Regions from separate parts of the Mus musculus genome. Here region 1 is linked to region 2. Evidence: chromatin contacts called from public HiChIP or PLAC-seq data. All regions are on one chromosome and are shown on one strand. Each heading gives the region's core, a stretch centred on a gene start, on an enhancer-like site or on the middle of the called end of the contact. The rest is flanking DNA. Distances are from core to core; before and after follow the strand shown.

Region 1 (4,336 bases), core at 1,815-4,314, 360 kb before region 2:
CATACCCTAAGTAACCAACCTCCTTGTCTGTGGTCAAGACAAGACAAGGCAAGATGAAGAAATTAAACATCAACAAAGCTGGGATTTTCTTAAAGACGTTATTATGGAACAAAGATAAATCCAAGAGATTTCATTTGTAATTGAACCAATTACATATATATATATATATATATATATATATATATATATATATACATACATATATATATATATTTTTTTTTTCCCCCTTAACTCACCTCCACACATTCTGCAGGATTAAGCGTCTCTTACTTTTTCAATTTCTTATACTTCTGACCTCCACATGTATGACCCATCTCTATCTGCTTAGGGCTCCGTCTGCAGTGTTCATTTGCTTTTATTCCCTCTGCGTGTTGACAGCTTCAGTGGAATGAACACACGAGCTTTGCTAAGCAGGTGTTTTTTTTTTTGTTTGTTTTTTTTTTTTTTTTTTTTGTAATGAGTTTGCTGTGTTCCTGATCATGAACAGTCTCTTCATACCTGTTTGTTATCTGCTGTTTACGGTTCTATATTGCTAGAGGTTTGGACCTGTTTTCTTGGCTAGCATTTGTTGATGCCTTTCTCCTATTTTCATCCCTTCATTATTTTTACTCTTACAATACGTAGAAATTCCATGGTTTTATGTAGTTAAATTTGTCTTAGCCTTTTAACCCTTTATTAATTCTAAACTTAAAATCTATACTTCACCCACTTGGAAAATATCTTCCTGTCATTTTAATTAAAATGAAAATTATTTTAATTCATTCAGTGTATATAATATGCATTATACAGTCTTGGGAATGATCAGTAAAGTTTGCAAGTTATTGCTGGAGGAGAGAAAGCCTTTGGCTTTATTTCTGGGATTAGCTTAAAGCCGGTCTGGGTCCTACTACACACTAGACTACTGCACACAGGTCATTTTGGCACTCAGAACCCTGCTCTCTCTGACTCTGTCACAGATGATTAAAATCAGTTCTAAAACCAAGCAGTGTCTGGAGGAAGAAATAGCGTGATCTCAAATATGATATTGAATGTGAACTTGAAGGAAACCCTTCAGAACTGATGTATAAAGTGCTTTTAACTGTTTATAGAACCAATAGCCTTAGAAGACTAAAACTCTCGTCACATTTAAATCTCATTTTTCTAAGTTATTTCTGTAGAGTGAACCTATGTTGCTCCTAAGTAGGCCGTTTTGTGACGAGATACATAAAACATTAACAGTACTTATCTATTTAAATATTCACTGTTATTTTAGAAATAACCAGCCTTTGGATAATTATTGTGAACAGTACCGTGTTTATGTTAATATTATATATATTTATTTAATTCACACTCTTATGTTCCTATAACTACAAATATTTAACTAATACTCAAAATTCATATTTTTAAAAAATTTTAATAACTTTTAAAAACCATTTGCTTCACTCTGGGAAACTTCAGAAATACAGTTTAAAAATGAAAAGCATTGGGGCTGGAGAGATGGTTCAGAGGTCAAAAGCACTGGCAGTTCTTCCAGAGGATCCTGGTTCAATTCCCAGCACTTACATGGTGACTCACAACGATCTATAATTCCAGTTCCAGTAAATCTGACACCCTCACAAACACACATGCAGGCAAAACACGAATGCATGTAAAACAAAATTAAAAATCATTTTAAAAACTTTTTAAAAGGAAAAAAATTACAGTTCTGTATCCTACCCCCACAAACAGTGTTAGCTATGAACATTCTTGGATTTGTCTCAGCGTTCTCCTATGGATATGCACGGATACTGTGAACATAGTGCATGTCTTGTGATAGATTCTCCATACCTCTGTGTGTTCAATATTCACATCTTAACCAATTGTGATCCTGCGATGAACATTACTACGTGCCAAGAAGCGTGCTAGCATACAAGGTTTCTACTCTATCCTAAAATTGATCCTAAGAAAATAATGCTGGCATAATTCCATCAAATATGGGACATAAAATTGAGGGTTGCTTGGCAACCAAAATGACGCTGATGAAGAATTAAAGGCATTTCCAGAGAAGAAGAATACTGATTTTTCCAATGTAAAGTGCTAATTATAATAGCCTAGGGCTGATTACAGATAGAATGAATGAAAGGGAGCAATACTTAAACTAACTGAAAATCCAAGAGGCAAGCATTCTTCTTCGTTATGTGTGGCGAAAGTGAGTTAAAGGTTTACTGTCAGAAACGAAGAATAAAATCTCTTGCCTTCATTATAACTTCTCTAAGTTATAATGAAGGAGCAGTGAGGTGGGATTTATAGCAGAGCCTAGAAGAGGCTGAAGTCTGCTCAGTCCAGCTGCTTTTGCAGTGACTGTGAGGTGGCGGGCAGCATCTGAGGAGGCCGTACTGTTTCCTTCCTTTTTAGTGCAGAACAGGCCAGGGCTCAGGCACTGAGCATCTTGCTAAATGGTTGTACCGTTTGGCAGAACCAGCTGCCAAGATGGAGCTTGAACAAGGGGCACACCAGTGATTGACTGAAATGAACAAAAGAACATAGGTACTACTACAGGAGGAAGAAAGAGCAGAGAGTACTAATTTTATCCTGAAGGAGAACACGGATTCATAGGAGCAAGATGGGTGTTGAGTATAAAATCATCTGAAGGCTCAGATGGAAAGTGAGAATTCCCAAGTAGAAGAGCAGAGAGTTCTTCTGTCTCCTCTCAGTGATCTGCCGAACTGTAGTATGGACTTGTTTATATGATCTTTTGAACAGCCCCATTTTAAAGAGGAACTGAAGCACTCAGGAAACGGGTGTCCCCCTAATTATCATATGTGAGTGAGTGTACTTGTTAACATATAGTCACACCCTACAGAGCACCCTTGAGTCTGTTGAGCAGTTGGCTAACTCTGCGTTGCTTGCTTCCTGCGTGAGCATAGGGACTTTTCCATACTTCCTTCCTTTCTTTCACACCTTGGATTCCAACTTTACTTCATCCAAGAGCTTCGCCATTTACCTCCAGGCCTGGGCCACTCCAACCACACAATAAAGCAGTTAGCATCTGATACAGTTCTTTCCAGAGGTCAGCCACAGGAGCCACACTGCTGGCTACCCAGCTATCTTCAGTTCCTGCTAAGGATGAGTCCTCACTCTGTAATAACTTGTGAGTTGGCTCTACTCTATGAACATACTCCCCTTACTTATTGTGCCTATAGTCTCCCGCACTGCCTGCGTGCCCAATGGCTTAGAGTCCTATTACCTTGTCACCAATCACAGGTAGATTTAGCTAACTGAGGAAGTGGACCTTCATAGTGTCACAGGGGAAAATATGAAGAAAACAACTCTAGATTAAAAGAGATCAATCCTGTATATGTCTGTATATATGCAGATAGCTCACAATTAATAATTATATATATTTTTATAATTACATCTATTTTTTATTTTTATTTTTCAAAACAGGGTTTCTCTGTATAGCCCTGGCTGTCCTGGAACTCACTCTGTAGACCAGGCTGGCCTCAAGCTCAGAAATCCGGCTGTCTCTGCCTCCCAAGTGCTGGGATTAAAAGCATGTGCTATCACTGCCTGGCTAATTACATATATGAATTTTGGATACTTAGTTTGATATTAATAAATCATGATTGCTTTATTCATGTATTTTTCAATCTTTTATTTTTAAATTTTACTAATATTAACTATTATATATTAATGGTATTAGCATGACATTTCCATGTATACATGTGTACACACACCATCCTATCAAATCAATCCTTGTATCCACTTTTTACAAGATCTGTTCATCATTATTGTGCACTCAGCCTGAAAAGAAAAAGGGGGATGGAGTGCAGTGGTGCCCACCTTTAATTTCAACACCCAGGAAGCAGAGGCAAGCAGATGTCTCAGAGTTGCAGGCCATTCTGAGCTACATAGTGAGTTCCAGGCCAGGCAGGGCTACAGTGAGGCCCTGCCTCAAAAGAAGAAGAAGGAGAAAGAGAAGGAGAAGAGGATGGGAGGAAGAGAAGGAGGAGGAGGAGGAGGAGGAGGAGGAGGAGGAGGAGGAGGAGGAGGAGGAGGAGGAGGAGGAGAGGGAGGGGGAGAGGAGGAGCACTATTTAGAAAGAGGAAGGATGGGAGCAAGAAAAGGAAAGCTAAGGCTCAGTGTGACCCTAGTGTGTTCTATACATGTTTCATGCATTATAGTATGAGATTTTCCAAAGGAAACCTACTATACTACGCAATTGGGGAACGTTAATATCCTTTAGTATAAAGAGGGGATAGGAAAGACTGACAAGGAGATACTTTGGTTACACACCATAAAAATAGCTGATCTATGCACTGTCCTAGGCATACCATGTCATATCTGCCTGTTCACACTCCGATGATGAATTCCTGGG
Region 2 (4,734 bases), core at 872-3,371:
GATTTCATTGAGTTCTCTAGTTGATTTTATAGTGCTTTCTTTCCTCTAGGAGTTAAGTCTGTCTCTTCCCCAGCAGGTGCTTCCTAGAGAACAGGATTCTTTTGTTGTAGCTTTGCTTTGTTTGTTGTGTTTCTGAGACTTGGTTCTTGAATTTCCCTCTGTGGCCAAGAATGGTGGTATATTCCGGATCGGCCTGCCTCTACCTCCCAAGTGCTGGAGTTCAGGCGTGTGCTGCCTTGAGCATCATGATCTCTTTGGGGGGGGGGGGGTTGTTTGTTTGTTTTGTTTTGTTTAGAAGTATGGGAAAGGTTCTGTGTTCAGAGCAGGTCCTTAACAATACTTATGCTAGGCAAATACATTCAATGAAGGAGCGAATGAAGTCCGATCCTCTGTTTTGTTTGTTTTGTATAATTCCAAACGAGAAGTAGAAGTAGTGAGCACAAGGTGGTTCCTGGGCAAGGAAGACGTTGAGAAGTTTGAAGGGAAGGTTCGGGAACATTTTTGAGAGCACAAACATGCCTCAAATGTTTCCTGAAATGACCCAGAGGAGAGCAGGCACTCAGGTGGGGGACTCATTCTTTCCAAGTTTGGGGTTGGTTGGTTCTGGCTAACATGAATCATGTTTTACGTCAGTGAGGAGTGTACCCCGTCCATCATTCACTCTTTAAGCATGCCATGGAAACAGGATGGTCAGTCAGAGTCATGGTTGTGCGTGGTAAGCATCATTGCGGCTCATGTGCTACTCCAGTGTCTCCATGGTGATTGTTACCTGGGGCTTGGCTTATACTTCTATTAGGATATTTTTTCTTTGGGGCTTGGAATATATGATTTTTTTTTTTTCTGCACACACCACACACACACACACACCATCAGTCAGGAAGCAAATGAACACAAGATGGAAGAGGAGAATGCCCTACCTGAAGCATAATCCCAGCACATCTCTCTCTCTCTCTCTCCTCTCTTCTTACACACACAGATCAAGCAATGGGTAGTCCACTTCAAGAATGGTGCCCCAGTGTTTCCTTATTTACTAGGGCATAGTCTGACCACCAGCAGGTTGCTGTACACAATAACTTCCTTTCTTATCCTGGGGTTTCATCTGACGGCCATTCTGGTCTCCATTTTGCTTTTGTATAGACAGCCTCTCTGACAGCTGAGATCCTCTCAGCTTCATTCATTCTCTTTAGCCTTGTAGACACGACTGGCCAGCACAGCAAAAAGCCCCACAGACGAGGTACCTGGGCTAGAGCACAGGCCACACACTAGCAGTGCCCCTCACACAGAGACCTGGTGAGTGCTCTAGAAATCAAGTAATCCTGTTCCTTTCTGCCTTTCAGCTTGGTCATGAGCAGGCAGTGGTCTTAGCAAATATTAACAATCCAAATGTCAAATGCTGTGTGGTGGTACACACCAACAATCTTAGCACTTGGGAAAGTGGGTTGAGAGTTCAAGGGTTATTCTTAGCTACGCAATGAGTTTGAGGCCAGCCCAGGGACACTCAGAAACTCTGTCTCAATTACTCTAAAAGGGTTAAATAACAAACATAAATATGACCACTAATCAGAATTAAGATTGTTTCTTCCGTCTCTGTCCCTGAAAATCCTTCAGGCATCTGGGGTTCTAAAGCCAGGGCAGCCTCAAGTGAAGTGAGCAGACTGAATAGAGAGACAAACACAAAGTGCCCTTTTCAATCTGATAAGCTCACAGAAGTTCTGTCACACATTGCCATTTTTTTTTTCCAGGAATGAATTATTGGGTTTTTTTTTTTTTTTGAGCCTTGTAATTTGTCCATTAAGTAGAAAAATGCCCAGAAGACCTCGCTTTTATTTACCAGCTGACCCGCGACCTTAATGAGGCTTCGCTAAAGGGTAGGATGGAGAGTTTTATTTGTCTTTGTCTTGTGTTTGGGGTTAAAAAAAAGAAGAAGAAGAAAGAAAGAAAAAGAAAAAGAAAAAAAGGAGAAGCTGCCTCATTCAACAGTCTTTTGGTCCCTAAAATAAACCCCACTCCCCCTAGCAGTGCTATTTACTCAATCTCCGGGCTACTAAGTGTAGGGGTGGTCCTTGTTGACTTAAATGAGTCCCTGCAGCTAGGTGGGGCTCTCTGGAGTCCTTAGTCATGTGAGGTTGCCAGGGTAACTTAACGTCTCCAGCGCTGGAATGCTTTAAGACGTACAAAGAGGAGACTACAGAGCGCATTACAACTTACAGTCATGTGTTCAATAACATGTCATCTTTTCGTAATGGGGCTTTTATTTTTACTTTATTTTGTGGGATTGAAAGATCAGAAGCCGGAAATTAGCTGGAAAGGATAAAGAAAAGGAGAATTTAAAGGGCCGGGCTGGGGGCAGGGTGTATTTCTGTTCCTTATGTGGGTAATGGCTGAGCAAGAAGAACATCTGGCCTGAACGAAGCAGGGCTCACTGCAGTGCTGCTTTTAATTACCCGGTCATTTGGTCTCTTGCTAGATTAGTGACTGTGGAAGCGACTCAGATCTCCAAACTGACAGGCCGGGAGAGCTCTAACTTAGCCTGCCACATAGTCAGAGGGGAAATGCGGAGCTTCCGGTTTCATATTTAAACCAGAATTGACTCATAATTGTAGCTGTCAGGAGGGTGATGGAGACATTATGTAATCTGGTTCTTCTGGTGATATGTGTTTAAGGTTTCTGCTCTGTAAATTCCAGGGGAAATTTTGTGCCCATTGAGGGAGATCTTGCTGACTGCTCTGTGGTGTGGCCAGGCAGGGTAAGGATAGTGCTATCAAAGGTTCCTGAGTCTGCCTGAGTCCAAACATGAATGAGTCTTCCTTCTAAATGGTCTTCCTGGTTTTCTGGAGACAGTTAAATGTGGATGAGGTTAGGCAAAATCTGGCAAACTTTGAACACTCTGGTTTAGTGGGAAATTTAATAATGGCAAAACATTCAAGTCTGTAACTCCTCCCCACCCCCACCCACCCCCCTTTTTTTTTCTGGACCACATAGCTGCCTTTACAGCTTCCTGTCATTTGTAGCTTCAGAAATCTGGAAGTGGCCACCAGATGCTTCTGGAAACAAAGCTCTGGGGCTGTGGAGCATTTGTTCCGTTTTCATTCCATTTGCTACTTGCTTCTCAGGGCCTCTGGGGCCTTTGGGGATGAATGCACATTGATTGGAGGGAGCTAGGGGAGGCTTGAGATGGGTCCAGCATTTGCTGCCACCAAAAAACCCAAACAATAAGAATAGAAAAGAAAAAGTCAGAGGAGCCTGTTTAATGTGCTGCCAACATTTTTGCTAGGGGGAGACTTTTTCCCATTTGTTCTCTGTGCCCATATAGTATAAAGTCCGTGGATGTGATAAGAATTCATTGACAGAGAGCCATGCTCACACTGCAGAAGTAATAACAAAGATTAAATCAAAATGTAAAAGACAAGTGGTGTCAGCTATCTTGTTTCTGGAGAAAAAAAAAAAGAGAGAGGTCAGGGATGAAGAGGACCAAGCTGCTGACTTCCTCCTTAACTCTGTATATCTTTCTTCCTTCTCCTGGAGTATTCCCTATTCCACTAACACTTAGGGGTTCTCTGGCTTTTTATATCCATCAAAGATGATATTTGGTATGTTTAAAGTTAACATCATAACTCATCACCACCAGCAGCACCATATTGCTATCATCATCACTGTCATCACCGTCTCCATCATGAGCACCGTCATCACCATCACTGTAGCCACCACCACCATTACCACCAACATCACCATCACTATAACCATCACGATCATCCCCACCATCATCACCATCATTGTCATCATCACCACCATCACTATCACCAACACTGTAACCATCATCAGCACCATAACCATCATCACCATCACTATAACCATCATCAGTAACATCGCTATCATCATTGTCACTATCATCACCATCACCGTTAGTAACATTATCAGCACCTTTATTGTAACAGACTGGAGCCAAGTAGGCTCGGTCACAATTTTTGTGTCTTCCGGGGAAACAAAAGAAGAGCAATCAGGATATTTTCTCTTGAGCTTCAGAATGGAGTGTCCAACTTTGTAAGGTGGCAAGGCCAGTGCTTGACTGTCCTACCACCAATTTGGAATTTTTACTTAAGGTCATCCCATGGAAGATACGACTTGTGTTATATGATAAACTTCATTTGTCTTTCAACTTAATTACCCAGCTCTAAATATCCAATTGATCAGGGAAAGTATTTTAATAAAAATATGATATGCTTAAGACATTTATATATTTTTAATTTATACTATAGAAATATATACTTCCAAAAATAATTTAAGCCTTTCCCTGTTTCTTCACAACCTCAGGCTGAGACATCTTTAGTAGGAAACAGTGCACACGTGACAACTTGATTTCTTCTCTCCCGTGAGGCTGAATTTTTATATGAATATTATACAGTCACTGTAGCTGGTAAATGATAAGGTGACTGATGGATGATGCGTGGATGGGTAATTTCATGAGCTGTCTAGCCTGAGTTTATTCATTCTCTTAGTCATCGAAATGAAGAGATTTGATATAATTCCTATTGAGATACTTCAGGGACAACTATCCTTATAATGGATTTTTTTTTCTGTCAGAAAGTTAGGTGCTGCTCTGTCTGTCCTTATTCTGCTTATATTAGAAACTGCGGATGGACTAGGGAGTCCTCCTTCAATCAAAATCTATAGAAAACAACAGTTGATGGCACCATGACGTCATCCTGGGGACATGCATACATGAAGCTAAGCATT

Evidence for each region. HiChIP or PLAC-seq counts read pairs in DNA pulled down with a chosen protein or histone mark.
Region 1: a contact with region 2 is called in an H3K27ac HiChIP or PLAC-seq map of thymic regulatory T cells, with 4 times the contacts expected there. The contact joins two enhancer-like sites. A contact is called at or near these places in 4 of 115 datasets of contacts at active chromatin or transcription factors (bone marrow-derived macrophages, effector CD8 T cells, memory CD8 T cells and 1 more).

What each region holds. Positions count from the first base shown.
Region 1 is chr2:117,327,214-117,331,549 of GRCm38.p6, reverse strand. The region is part of intron 2 of Rasgrp1 (RAS guanyl releasing protein 1); the gene reads left to right. Among named protein-coding and RNA genes, the nearest start is that of Rasgrp1, 13 kb to the left of the region's middle. Within about 2 kb of position 3,064, at least 59 of the 459 cell types and tissues checked have an H3K27ac peak or open chromatin away from gene starts, as enhancers often do. A contact at or near this core is called in effector CD8 T cells, memory CD8 T cells and thymic regulatory T cells, where this site is marked.
Region 2 is chr2:116,970,153-116,974,886 of GRCm38.p6, reverse strand. No RefSeq gene overlaps it. Among named protein-coding and RNA genes, the nearest start is that of Gm46758, 56 kb to the right of the region's middle. Within about 2 kb of position 2,121, at least 257 of the 459 cell types and tissues checked have an H3K27ac peak or open chromatin away from gene starts, as enhancers often do. A contact at or near this core is called in effector CD8 T cells, memory CD8 T cells and thymic regulatory T cells, where this site is marked.